Regions from separate parts of the Mus musculus genome. Here region 2 is linked to region 1. A link is a contact called in public Hi-C data. All regions are on one chromosome and are shown on one strand. Each heading gives the region's core, a stretch centred on a gene start, on an enhancer-like site or on the middle of the called end of the contact. The rest is flanking DNA. Distances are from core to core; before and after follow the strand shown. Region 1 holds the start of S100g (S100 calcium binding protein G). Region 2 overlaps Gm15212 (a long non-coding RNA gene).

Region 1 (7,409 bases), core at 2,770-5,269:
AGGTACTGCCTAAGAACTTATTAAAGCAGCAACAGGAATCTGGTACTGTCCTGTTTGTCCATCGATAGACCAAAGGGAACACTATCTCTTTCATAGTGTCGTTACAATGATTTCGGGAGGCTGTAGGATTTGAGTGGCCATAGTTTTAAAAGAAAGCAAAACAAAAGCCCTGATTCAGTACTGGCTCCCACGCAGAGGCCTCTGGGAACTCAGAACCGAAGACTAGCGCAGGCAGTAGATGCACACCCCAGGCAAAGTGCAAAAGAAAGTCAAAGTAGAAAGGAAAGCTGGAAGTAGAAAAGAAAAGGAACTCTGATGGCCAGGGAGGACAGGCACCAAGTAAAAGCCAAGTAAGGGAGACAAGTATGCTGTCAATTTTAGGGACAACTAAAATTATCCTTTTACATAACTTCCTTAGAAAGGATGAGTTCAGGGTCTTTTACATCTCAAAGTCAAAGATAACATAGCATTTTGCACCCACTTTGTTTTGTGCGGACTTGGTTATGAATAATACTCATACAACTAGAAATTAAAAAGAAAACAAAACATTTTAAAGACAAGGTCTCATGTGGTCCAGGTTGGCCTCAAACTTCTTATATGTAGCAGAGGAAGACCTTAAACTTCTGATTCCCCTTCCTCCACCTCCCAAGTGCCACGATTGCAGGCGTGCACCACCATGTCAAGTTTATGGGGTGCTGGGGATAAGACTCAGGGCTTCATGCATGTTAAGCAAGCACTCTGCCAACTGAACTACATACCACACAAAAAGGATTTTTTTTTCTTCATGCATTCCATGTTATTGATTCTTGAGCAGAAAACGTGGCCACAGAAGGCACAGATGCCCAGAGCACTTGGTCTTCCCGAGGGAGAAAAAACCTGAAGTCTGTCCAAAGACCGAGCGTCTCAGTTTTTCCATTACCAATCTTGTACCTGTCATTCTTTCCCATTCTGTCATTTCAAAACACACTCTTTGGAACACACCCTGCCTTTATGGCATGTTTCCATAGCCTGTTAGTTAATGTTTCATGGGACTATTAGTGGATTTCGTGTTTCTAACTGCCGGGTTACCCTCGTGCTTTTGAGTGCAAAGATAAAGAGAACAATAAGCCTCGAGAGATAACCACTAGAGGAGACAAGCATGCAAAAGAATGAGGAGAATCACAGTGTGTTTTTCAAGTTCCGTTGGCACTTGCTACAAGCCTGAGTTCTGACAGGCAGCACTGGGCCACTTTAAGCAGAGGTCTTCCCTTGAAATGAACAATGTGGGGCCTAAATGACGGCTGGCCTGTACTATTTTAACACTGATCCTTTGAATGTGTGTATTATGCATTTTTATATTTCTACACATCATATATGGTACATGATATGACTTGAGAATGTTATATAAGACATATCATATAATTTCATATTTGGATTAGATACAGTTTTAAATCACTTTTCAATATAGGCACACAAAAAAATATGATACCAACTCTCCTCGGTTTTAGCTCCAAAATGATCATTTAAGAAAAGACAATAGTTTAATGTGATATTTCCACAACTGAGGAGATTGAAATATAGGCTATGGTAACAGATGGAGGTTATATAGAAAAAAGTTCTTGTCCGTAGGAATCCAAGGAGATATTTGCAGGGAAACCAGTGAAATTCCACAACTTATTCTCAAATGATTTATGAGGAGGAAAAACCAAGGTGGAAATTTTCCCATGTAAAGGCTCTAATCAAACGGTGCCCTTGTGTGTTATTCTTGCCACTTCACTTTAGATGTAAAACAAAACAAAAAACCTTAAAGATGTTAAAGTAAGGCCATCAGTCCAGACGACGAAGATACGAGGACCAGGAAGGAGTCCAAAGGTAGCCTGGAAAACACTGTGACTTGGACTAAACAAAGAGATTCCATCTCAAAAACCAAACCAACAGCAACCCAAAAAAGATGTTGGAGGAAAAACTATGATTAGTCACCAAAACTCACTTCCTCCCAGGAGACTAGAACTTACATGTAAAACAAAGAAACAAACCAACCAAAATACTGGACAATTTTTAAAACCCTTTTTAAAACATTGCCCAAATCAGAGTCCTATTGTATAAAATCATCAACTAAAACCCATGCCTGTTAGACATGGTAGCACACACCTGTGATCCCAGCACTGCTGAGGTGGAGGCAGAGGGATCAGGAATTCAAAGTCATTCTTAGCCAGACTGGGCCATATGAGAGACCTGGTCTGTAAAAATAAACAAATAAATATAGAGTTTGGAGATATAATTCAGTGCATATGCACAAAGATCTGAATTTGGATCCCAACACGCATGCCAGGCCTGGCTGTACGGGTGCCTGTGAGGCCAGCACTATGAGAGAGGGGACCAGATAGGTGGTTTTACTGGGCTTTCTGGCCACCAATCAAGCTCAGGTTCCATTCGAGACCCTATCTCAAGGGAATAAGGTATAAGACTGATAGTGCAGGACACCTGATATCCTATAGATCTGTATACACATGTATGTACATGTATATACCACACACACACAAAAGACAGACCTACCTGCCTACTGACAGACTGACCTAAAGTGCCACTAACTCTAACGGGTTGGTTAATACAGAAAGTCTGTACTCGAGTCAGATAAATTACAATAAAACAGCCAAAACCTATGGAATAATAAATGCTCAGGACTGACCAGAATCATGTAAGCAACACCACAGCATTTCATATTTGCTCTCCAATGTAAATAAGGTCCTAAAATTTTAGACATGAAAAACATCTGGGCAAAGAACAGCCCAATATTCCAACCCTGAGTTTGTAGGTAATATACTGTAGGTTAGAGAAAATTCTAAGTATCCAAGTGTTTAAAAGCCATTAACAGACTTCTGAAGTCAATCTGGAGTCCCTACCTGCGAGTTCTAATCAGCATTAGAGTAATGTCCTACTTAGTTCATGGACAGAACTCTATCCAGAAAAAAACAAAAACAATTTCATCTCTAATTTCAAATCCTGGCTATTCCAAAAGTTCTGAAATAGTTCTAAGTGTTTAAGTACAACTCCAGTGTTTTTGTGAGTTTTAGAATGATTTAACAAAATATATTTTATTACACACTGGAGAAATACAGCTGGGCATGGTGACACAAACTGCTCACTCCAACACAGGAGGCAGAAGGAGGCAGATCTCCATGACTTCAAGGCTAGCTTGGTCATAGCAAGTCCGAGGTCAGCCAGGAATAAGAGGAAGGGAAGGAGGGAAGGAGAAAGGAGGAGGTGAGAGGACGAGGAAGGGATGTAAGTATAATGAGAAATAAAAGGAGAGCTGAGACTAATAATCCAAAAAGAGAGAAATCGCTTTGCCAAATAAAATCAGGAATTTTTATCTATCTTCCCATTTCTTAAACCTGCTTCTGAAGCAACCAATCCCCCTCATCTACTCAGTGTAGTAAATGCTAAAGAGCCTAGCACGCACAAAGTGTCCGTATAACTTCCAGGGCCATGCTCTAATTTTTCTATATATAATTTATGTTTATTCTATGGACCTTGGCGTTTTACCTGCATGTATGTCTGTGTGAGGGTGTCAGAAACCCTGGAACTGGGGTTACAGGCAGGTGTGAGCCACCATGTAGGTGCTGAGTCCCCTGGACAAGTACCTCTCAAATGCTGAGCCATCTCTCCAGCACCCCGCAACCCCCCCCCATTTTGTTCTTTTAGAAGCCATATAGTATTGTCCGTCTGTGACAGATTTTTTTTTTTCTGAGTAGGAAATTTTGTTTTCCAAGCCTAAATCTGCAATTCCACTGCATTTCGAAATGTGGGCTGTGCGCAAGGTCAAAATTCTATACTGGAGGGAAAATATTCTAAAGGAGAAGAAAATCCAGATTTTACCCTTGGGACTCTGAACCATTAAGCAATTGTTGAAGTAGCTCTCTATTGAAGCTTGACCTTAATTGAGAGTCTTAAGCTTGGTTTCAGAAACCATTAATCATTACCCTTAAATAGTAAACAAAGGGGAATTTCACAATCAGGGTGGTGTGTCTGTAAAGACTATAAAAGAGCCCCTCCTGGCTCTTCAGCCGCTATCACCTGCTGTTCCTGTCTGACTCCTGCAGCGGTTGCACTGACTGGTGAGCAGGTCAGTGTGGTCTTAGCATGCTCTTGTGGGCTTCTGGGGGTAGAACCCAGGGCTTCCAACAGGCTAAGCAAGCCTCCTCCTATGCTCCCTGACCCCTAACCCGACTGCTTTAAAATATACTGGAAGCCACTCATGATATTCCCACCTGTCTCCTCGCCTCTCCCTTTTTTTCTTATTCTCCCCCTCGTCTTTCCCAAGGGAGGGGGGATCGCAGGAAAACCCTGTTGGCAACACTTGGTATAAAAGCGCCACCTGAGCTTTTTTTTTTTTTTTTTTTGGTACATCTTATTTTCTTCTCAAATTACAGGCCAGCAAAATGTGTGCTGAGAAGTCTCCTGCAGAAATGAAGAGCATTTTTCAAAAATATGCAGCCAAGGAAGGCGATCCGGACCAGCTCTCCAAGGAGGAGCTAAAGCTGCTGATTCAGTCAGAGTTCCCCAGCCTCCTGAAGGTGAGTGCACACCCTGACAGGCACAGCCGGGGGCAGCAGCCTTTCTCTGGTGGTGAGAGAGAAGCCATAGATGAGGGCTGAGGGCCACCTCAGGAAACCCCTGGGGGGACAAGGCCGCAGAGAATCCAGGGTCTAGCAAAGACTAAACAGGTATTCTATCACAGAGCTACAGCCACAGTCCACAGAACTTTTGTGTTTTGTGTGCACACACACACACACACACACACACACACACACACACACACAGCTGAAAATATAACATAGCCTAGTGTTTCCTAACTTTCTTTTTTATTTAATTTAATTTTTACTTACTCACTTTACATTCCGATCACTGCCCCCCCCTCCTGGTCACCCCTCCCACAATCCTTTCCCCCCATCCCCTCTCCCCTTCTCCTCTGAGCAGGTGAGGGCCCTCCCTGGGTATTCCCTCACCCTAGCATATCAAGTCTCTGCAGGGCTAGGTGTAATCTCTCCCACTGAGGCCATATGGGCAGCCCAGCTAGAAGAACATAGCCCACATACAGGTAACGGCTTTTGGGATAGCCCCCACTCCAGCAAGCTGTACATCTGCTACATATGTACAGGGAAGTATTTCCTAATTTTCTTACAATTCAAAATAACATTATGTGTTATTTTGTTATTATATGTTGCTGGGACTTAAACACAAGACCTCAGATATGTATGTGGACATTTGCTGCATGGTAAAGTATACAGACTTGACACTGGTGAAGTGTCCACATAAAAATGGCGAGATGAGGGTTGGAAAGGTTTGGTTCACAGCAGGCACAGGGCTGCTGACGCCATCCGTAACTCTGATCTCAGGGAGAGATCCAACGCCCTCTTCTGGCTTCTATGGGTACCAGACACACGTGGCACATATTCATACATGCATCCAAAACACACATACGCATAAATTTTTCTTTACATTTTTAAAAATAAATAAATAAATCTTTTAAAAACTGGTTACATGATAAACTGTTAGAATTTTATCGCTTTTGGAACAGGGTCTATGTAGCCCAGTATAGCCTAAAACTCACTGTGCAGTCCAAGCTAACCTCAAATTCAATGCAATCCCCCTGCTTCAGCCTTCTAAGCAGTTGGGATTACAGGTTTGAGCTACCAGGTCTAGTTTGAAGAACATTTTTAAAGATAAAGACATTTAGATCTCATAAAATACATCAAGATGCAGATTGTAACTATTAAATAATAATAAATGTGCTATGTACTGTGCAAGTTTTGCAAAGAACCAGGGGATGAAGAGACAGCTCAGCGTTAGCCATATGATGTGCTTTCCAAAAGACCCGGATTCCGATCCTAGCACTCATGTCAGGTAACTCACAACCACCTGGAGCTCCAGAGGACTCGATGCCAGTTAATGGCCTCTGAGAGCAACTGCACTCACATGTACATGCCCACACACAGGCACACACATAAACACATGAGAAAATATTTGTAAATACTTTGTAAGGTATTGTAGTGCACATATCTAATCTCTGACCTCCGGAGACAGCGGCAGGCGGATCACTGCTGAGTTCAATACTAATCTGATCATAGTGGGTTTCAGGCTAGCCAGGGCTACTGAATAAGACTCTGTCTCAAAGATGAATAAAATTAAAAAGACAGACAGACCCCCCCAAAAGCACCGTTCCAGCTGAAGCTGGTTTCACCCCACCGACCATCAGATTGTCAGTGGCACATGACTGAAGCTGAGGCTGCCTTCTCAGAAGAAAAACCCAGTGCCTCTAACTTGAGAGACGTGCTGCAGTATCGTATCTAAATTGTCTTCCTTCCCCTCCCCCATTCTTTTTTGTCTAAAAGCAGGCTTCAAGTACTCTGGACAATCTCTTTAAGGAGCTGGATAAGAATGGCGATGGAGAAGTTAGTTACGAAGAATTCGAAGCTTTCTTCAAAAAGCTCTCACAATGAACAAGTCAGGAAGAAGGAGTTCCAACAGCACCTACTGATTGAACGCACGCTCTCCAATCCTGAAGCTCTAGCTGTGCGATTATGATACATACTGTTAATAAAGCAAGTTCGGAGACACGTCTCTCTTATCAAGTACTGAGTCTTGATTACTGACATTTCAGAGGAACCTTACTTAGCCTGATGCGCTTACTTGATTTTTTTTCTGAATTTTTTTTAACATTTATTTATTTATGTGGTGTGTGCTTATTGCACACATGTACATCTGAGCAAGTACATGCACCAGCAGCTCATAGTACATGTGTGGAAGTCAGAAGACAACACGGAGAGAAGGTTCTCTCTCTCCTACCATGTGGGAGTGGGTGAGAGGTCAAACGCTGGCTGTCAGACTTGGTGCAATGTACCTTTCCCTTCCTGAGCCATCTTTCTGAGATTAAAAAGACAAGTCACCACGTCCTAATTAAGTTCAGTAGGTCATACACACCAAAATACGGCACGAGGGTAGAAGGGGGCATATTGGAAAGAGGATAAATTTCATCAGAAGGAAAAGGGAATGAGACAGGCTGATGGGGGTGAGAAGGACTAAAAGTCATCATATAGCATAAAGCCATCAAAGAATATTGTTTTATTTTAAAAGTAAAAAAAATAATTATATATTGCAAGGAATTGTGGCTCATGCTTGTATTCTCAGCATTTGATAGGTGGAGGTAGAAAGATTGAGTTCAATGTCAGATCCACTTCCATAGAGTTTAAGGCTACCCTGGCTACATGAGACTATGTCACACACACTCAAAAAAAAAGGTTTGTTGCTGGGTTGGGGTTTTTTATTATTCACTTTTATTTTGTGTATTTGCCTGTCTGTGGTAAATGTGCACCTTTGTACCATGCCTGTGGAGATCATAATGGGCATCAGATCCCCTGAAACTGGAA
Region 2 (7,409 bases), core at 2,766-5,265, 290 kb before region 1:
ACAGAGACAGAGAGACAGAAAGAAACAGAGACAGAGTTACAGAGAGAGACAGGGCTAGAGAACACACGTAAAAGTGGAGAGGGATATGGGAATATGGTTGGGGATGTCTGAAGGGATTTGGAAGACATGATTAAGATATATTGCACACATGTATGGAATTATCAAAGAATAAATAAAAGATGGGTGGAGGGAGATGATGAGCCAAAAATGTGGTCAGCCAATAACTCTGAGCACCACAGTTAGAACAGGGGAGAAATGAAGGAAACTGTGCTCTGTGTATGTGCTACGTCTTCTGATTTTCAAAACCTGGGCTCAGGAAAGCTGACATAAGAAATAGAATAACAATCCAGGGAATCTCAATTACCTGGAAGTTGTTACTAATGCAGTTTTCTATTCCAAGAAAGACCTAAGTTTTTTTTTCCCCTTCCTATATTTCCAGTATTATTGCTAGCACATGATGGAGTACATTTCAGAAACTGGCTTGTTCATCTCTGTTCCAACTCCACTCTGCACCTTCCTATATTACAGAGACAGCAAAAAACTGTTTTCCAGACTCCTTCAATGCTAGGGTTATAGATGAGATCCACATTCTATGTAACAGACACACTCATCTAATACTTAGATTTGGGATCATGTTATGTAGAAAGAGAGGCCAGGTATAAAAGGAAAAAAATCCATTTTATGAGTGCAAATTCTAGCTGAGATGGCAGAATTCCAGTGTCAGCAGTAGAAGCTGTGGCTTCCCAGCCTAGTAGAGGTGGTTTTTCTGTCACAGCAAAGGTAATGTGTTGGCTCCAAGTTGCAAGACCCAAACTCAATGCTCAAAAGCTAGCTGTACTTCTATATGCTAGCAATGAACAGATCAAAGGGGGAAGAAATTGGAGGAAGACACATTTGTAATAGGATCAAAAAGAATGCCTATGGGCAAACTTAAGGAAGCAAAAGACTGTATACTAGAATTGAAAAAAAAAACACTGATAGAAAAAATCCAAGAAGCTATAGGTCAGTAGGAAAATATCCCATGTCTATCTGTTATAACAGTGTTGCTTAGTCAATAACATTTACCTTGCAAGACTAAGGATACGAGTTTGATACCCAGAACCAATGTTAAAAATAATGTTTGGTATGATGACCTTATAACCTGTACATCAGAGATTTGGAGACAAGAAGAGCCCTGGGTCTTGCTAGCCTCCTCAGTCTAATCTTCTAGACAAGCTCCAGGCCAGTGGTGGACCTTGCCTCAAAAAACATGGTGGATACCATAACACAAATGACATGGAAAGTTGATCTCTGCTCCCCACACACATGTGCACATACATGCATATGTATCATCATAGAAATATACACATCTACCCACATAGACACAAAAATTGTCTAAATGCCCATACTACCTAGTACAATTACAAGTTTAATGCAATGCCATCAAATATTGTATAGAAATTGTACAATATTTGACCTACAAGAGGCCACACACTTAAAGAAAACTGACTTTTTTATATTAAGTATTTTAAAGTTAATGTAGATAAACTATCAAACTTCCAGAAGTTAAATAAGCATTAAAAGCTTCATGACATTAGAATGAATAATCATTTCTTGGGTAGGACAGCAAATGTGTAGACATCAAAAACAAAGACAAAGGGACTAGATGAATCATAAAACTTTGAGACACTGAAATGGCAACCTATGGTATTGGGGGAGATATTTGCAAATGATAGAAGGCATATGAGGGTCATATCTGGTACCAATTATATTAACCTTCAATATATAAAGTGCTCCTACTACTCAATAATAAAAAATTTAAGGTTGGTCAAGGATCTATGTATACATTTCTCTAAAGAAAATACACAAATGGCCAAAAGCATATGAAAAGACCTTCAATGTCACTATCTATTAGGAAACAAACAAACAAAGCAAAGTCACAATGAGATATCATTTTACACTCATTAAACATAGGACAAAATTATCTCTGATACAAAGACACTTACCTCACAAGCCTAATATCCTAGTTTGCTGTTGCTGAGGGAGGAAAAAAAAAGATGAAAAGGTTTATATCTGCTTACAGATTAATGGTCTTTATGGAAAGGAATTGAGGACAAGAACTCGAGGTAGGAACTGAAGGAGCAGCTGTGGGGGAACATGGCTTACTGGCTTGATCCTCTGGCTTGCTTAGCTAACTTCCTTATCCAGTACAGGCCTACCTGCCGCAAAATGGTACTGCCCATGGTGAGTTGGACCCTCCTACATCAATTATTACTCAAGAAAGGTACCCACTGACATGATGACAAACAAATCTGGTGAAGGCAATTATTCTGTTGAGGTTCTCCCAGGTGTGTCAATGGACATCCAAGACTATCTCTGGAACCTACTGTGGAAGAAGAGATCTAACTCCTAAAAGTTGTCCCCTGACTTACAAACACACATACATACACACACATACCACCCATTTGGGGTTTGTTAGAAAGGTTGTATAGAGTTTCCATCATAAGGGTGAAAATGTTCTTGTGGTCTGCTGTACTACCACAGGAAAATAGTTAACTATATACTATACAGTACACTGAATTTTTTAAGAGAGTCAACTTTTATCATGGGAGAGTCAACTTTTAATGGGAGTCAACTTTTATCATGGGAGAGTCAACTTTTATCATGGGAGTCAAGTTATGATTTTTACCATGGTAAAAAGTTCATATCAAACAATAGTGAAGATACATTTAACAGTAGCTCTAAGCCCTGTTAAGATAAGATACAGGTCCGGGGATGCAGCCCATTGATGGAGCATTTGCCTAGTGTCCCCAAGACACTGGTCTTGATCCCCAAAAGTGGGGGAAAAGATACAAATAAGTGTTCTCATAATAATCATGTATATTAAACATTGTAGGCCTGGAAATATGGCTTGGTCATTAAGAGCACAAACTGCTTTTCCAGAGGACCCAAGTTGAGTTCTCAATTCCCCAGCCAAGCTCCAACAACCAGGGATGTATGCCCTCTTCTGGCCCCAGAGGGCATCTGCATGCACAGGCACAAACTCACACACAGATACATTAGAAATAAAAATAAATCTTTTAAAATATTTAACATATTTTAGTTCTAACCATTGCAATAAGGTATAAATTAGAAATCAACATAAAAGTATCATTACAAGCTGGGAACATTTCATGCATATCAAACGATATAAAATCCATGAAAAAAAACTTTAAACTGGTTTTTAAGTTCAGTAAAGTAGCTGCATATGAAATAAATATACAGAAAATACTAATTTTCCTCTAAAAGTAACCATACAGGATAGATACTTGAAAAACAGATTACACTGCCAGGAATAACAAAGATATAAAATACCCATTTAATAAACACAGTGAACCTCAATGGTAAGTAAGCCCTTGCTCTTTCAAAGCATACCACGTTCCTGGCGTCAAATAGAGTAGTAAATGGGGACTAGTCTAACACTGAGGAAGTAACACATTCTGCTTCCTTGCCTGGATGCCATGTGCCCGCATTTAAAGATGTTTTAAAGTGTTGACAAACTGTAGCCTCCTTTTCCCAAGTGTGTTGCTCAGTGGAGACTCAAGCTACATAAAGGAGAATATGAAGGAAAAACAAGAAATCCAGGGTATTGATGAAAGGATCTTTCCCCACCCCCCCCCCAAAAAAAAAGAAATTTAAAAAAAACACCCTTGGAGTATCTGGCCCATCCAAAGATGTTTCAGACATTGTCAAGGGATATTTATTTGATCACATGTTGCCATTTTAAATTTAGCAAAAACCCTGGCTAAGGAACTTTCTCCTGCTTGCTTATTCCAATTTCTAGGTGTTTTAAATCAAGTCTCTAGTGGAAGACTACTCAAGTCCAAAATGGCCTCCTAAATGAATTTCTCTGTTGCTATGCAGCCCATTCATCCCATCATTCCAGAGTCCACCTTTCCTGAAAAGAAAGGGTGTCTCCTTATCGCTGAGCTACCCTCTGGGAAAGAGAAAGAACAAAAGGAGAAGGTTTGCTTAAGTGCAGAACAAAGCCTGCATTGTCCTCCTCCACCTCCTCTTTCCCAAATCCACAATACTACCCTCTAAGTAAGCTCAGTTGAGCAGTTGTACTACATGACAAGAAAAGGAGACGTTGCTCAAAACCAAAGTCCTTTCACCAAAAAGCTGTTGGCATCCCAACACAGTAGTAGATCAAACTCATATGCAAACAATTGCATTTCACATGATGATTTACCTAAACAGAACCTAGAATCTGCTGTAAAATGAGGACTTGCAAAATCAAAATGGTTCTTCCTTAGGTAGCTAAGTCTCTGAGCTGCTAGTTTTGCATGTCTTTAGAATGGAAAAAGCTCATAAACACAGAGTTCTCTGTAGCTGCTTTCTAAACACCACATAGCACTGCCTTTACTTTTATAAAAGAATGAAATGAGGCGGTGGAGGCACAGGAATCAACAGTTTAACACTTCAAGGTTATCCTTGCTTATGTAGTGAGTTCAAGGCTAGCCTGAACTATGTGAGACCTTCTTACAAAGATTTTTTTCAAGCTGAAAAATGTAACAACGTTTCTGTTAACATATATTTCTTTTTTATTATAAAGAACTTTTATCATACTGGGTTACATACAACCATTTTCATACCAGTAAATAAAGTGCTTTGAGTATATTCTCCCATCTACAGATATTTCTAAGAGATAAATGCTTTTTTAAATCAGATTGCTTTTTGGACTATAAGAAAAGTATAAAATCTGGCAGAGACACTGAAGCAATTTGCCTGGCTCTCAGAGAGAGAGAGAGATTTGATAAATTTTGACACAGAAAAGTAATAAATAAAATTATGTTTAAAAGTCTGTTTTTATATATACACATGGAAATTATCCTGCTTGAGTTTGAGGTATATTTTTTCAAAGCAATGATATTAAACTGTCATGGTATTAAGGCAGAAAAGAATCCCTGTATTCACCTAGGCAAGATGGACTATCAAATAAGATTTTGTTCTAAACAGTAAATTTTTTTATAGAAAACATGTAGCATTTCTGTGATAAGCCTAAACATATCTTCTTAGTTTCATAATATTGTTAACTTTAATATTTAGTCATTTCTCTTTCTTGAAAGGAGATCACTCCTCTCTGTCACTTCAATTTGAAATTTCTTAAGTTTTGCTGTAAAGAACCTCTTGCAGGTAAAGACATAACTAACCATAGCAATAATAAAGGAATTCCCAAGCTTTGGCCAAAAAAAAGGCATTTATAACTTGTTTTTCAATATAGCTTTCAATATTAATTTCAATGACAGCTCATCTCTGACACATTCCTTAAGTTCCAGTTCATGTCCATGCCTCTAAAGCTCTCCTTCCTGTACCCCATGACAGTTACTACAAGAATAGAAAAGTAACTTTCTGAACCAATCAGGAACCCAGGTCTTGGTGAGAGTATATATTTACAAATATAATAAACTTGATGTTCCTGTTTTGAGTTTTCAGAATGACTGTAGCACACTGTTCCTGTGTGAAACTATTCAAATATGGCACTGTTCCAGTGTGACACTGCTCCTGGGGAGATCCAACACACATGCCAGTGCACGCGTGTGCGCGCACACACACACACACACACACACACACACACACACACACACACCTACTCACTCCAGATAGGAAAAGGAAGACAGACAAAAATATCAATACCAATAATACCAACAAAGTCCAGTGTGGTGAAGCTATGAGGGTTTTGGAGTTAGCTGTAGGAGATTTGGGTAAGGAGCTACTGGAAAGATCAGGGTTAATAACTCCCAGGCAATAGCAGCAGTGCAGGCTCACCAGAGCACTGGTGATGACTCCAGGAAGCTGGAGCCCTGGCGCCCTGGAGCCCTCTGGAGCCCTGGAGCCCTCCTCAGGACATTTGTTTTGTTGAGTTTTGTTTTGTTGTTGTTGTTATTTTTGCTATTTTTGTTTTGTTTTGAAATAGGGTTTCTCTGTGAAACAGCCCTGGCTGTCCTGGAACTCACTCTGTAGATCAAGCTGGCCTTGAACTCACAGAGATCCACTTGCCTCTGCCTCCCTGGTGCTGGGAATAAAGTTGTGAGGCACCACGCCCTAGCTTCCTCCTTAGGAATTTAAAGCTCCACAAGTTGGAAAGTCACTTCCTGGCAGCTATGTTGCTCTGCATCTCTTCAGGCGTCCTTGTTATTTATACGACCTTAAAGTGGGAGAACTGTGTGCATCTGCTAAATTTCAGAAACTTCTTGGTAATTTGGAGGTGTTTATTTTCTGATTTCCTGAGTCTGGTGGCAACTCCCTTTAGAACTTCCTGGGACTAAACCTGTGACATGCTTCACTATTGCCTGGTGCATAGTATTTATTAGGACTGTATTCAGGGCTACAGCATTTTCTATTCCCTTGTTATTATGAGGAAACTTTACTCTAACTTCTTTGGGAATATTATGATTGTGTGTGTGTGTGTGTGTGTGTGTGTGTGTGTGTGTGTGTGTGTGTGTGAGTGTGTGAGTGTGTGTGTCAGTTTATGTGTGTGTGTGTGCATGCGTGAGTGAGACTTAGCAAGGAGGCTCTGTTCTGAGAAATGCACCATTAATCCATGCCATCCCAAGTGTACTTCCATGAGCCTCGACAGCATGTCTCCATCACTCTCATGGTCTTTTCATGCAATCAAGTGATATAATACACATGAGATAGTGCTGAGATATCACAGCATTACTGTTTCACAGGAAAGTTTGCTATATGTGTGCTACCTGTGTGGTTGTACATGTATGTAGAAGTCGGAGATCAATGTCAGATATCTTAATCATCCTCCACTTTTTCTTTCAAGACAGGGGCTGTCACTGAACCCAGAGAGTTCACCGATTTGGCTAGACTGGCTATCCAGCAAGCCTCGGGGATCATCTGGTCTCCATTCCCCAGTAGGAGAATTACAAGTATGCACACCAGGCCCAGCTTTGTACCTGAGTTCTGGGGATCAAACTCAAGTCTTCATGCTTATGCAACAAACACAACACCAACTTGGCCATTTTCCTACATCAGCTTTTTTTAAAAAAAACAGGCTTCTGCTACTTTAGAGTAAATTCTAAAATAATGATTCTAAGTACAATACAGTACATACATAAAGTAGTTATCATTGTAAATACATAACATTGTTATTATCATAATAAATACATATACCAGTGAAATAATTATTATCATTGTTAAGTATTATGTACTGTGCATAAGAAATGTATTGCTATGTTTTAATTCAACTAGCTGTGCAATAGGTTTGTTTCCAACAGCATCTCAACAGACACATGAGTGATCCAATGCATCACAGCATTACCATGACTACAGCATCATTTAGGGGATAGGAATTCATTCTTCAGCTTTGTTATAAACTTATGAGACCACCACCTCCCATGCAGTCCATGTTGGACCGTAATATCACTGTTTGTGGCACA

The links. Hi-C and Micro-C count contacts between places; a contact is called where the count stands out from the background.
Region 2: a Hi-C map of embryonic stem cells shows a contact between it and region 1, with 1.9 times the contacts expected there. The contact joins the enhancer-like site here to the promoter of S100g in region 1. A contact is called at or near these places in 3 of 39 promoter capture datasets (the 3T3-L1 cell line, the C10 cell line and liver), 1 of 484 Hi-C or Micro-C datasets (embryonic stem cells) and 1 of 115 datasets of contacts at active chromatin or transcription factors (embryonic stem cells).

Annotation. Positions count from the first base shown.
Region 1 is chrX:162,961,209-162,968,617 of GRCm38.p6, reverse strand. S100g (S100 calcium binding protein G) reads left to right here and starts at 4,019. Exons shown (of 3, transcript NM_009789.2): 1 at 4,019-4,105; 2 at 4,413-4,556; 3 at 6,378-6,626. The coding sequence starts at 4,422. The coding sequence ends at 6,482. All of the region lies in intron 13 of Ctps2 (cytidine 5'-triphosphate synthase 2), which reads right to left.
Region 2 is chrX:163,249,832-163,257,240 of GRCm38.p6, reverse strand. Gm15212 (a long non-coding RNA gene) reads right to left here. Exons shown (of 3, transcript XR_387100.3): 2 at 1,986-2,016. Among named protein-coding and RNA genes, the nearest start is that of Gm15212, 7.6 kb to the right of the region's middle. Within about 2 kb of position 4,015, at least 5 of the 459 cell types and tissues checked have an H3K27ac peak or open chromatin away from gene starts, as enhancers often do. A contact at or near this core is called in embryonic stem cells, where this site is marked.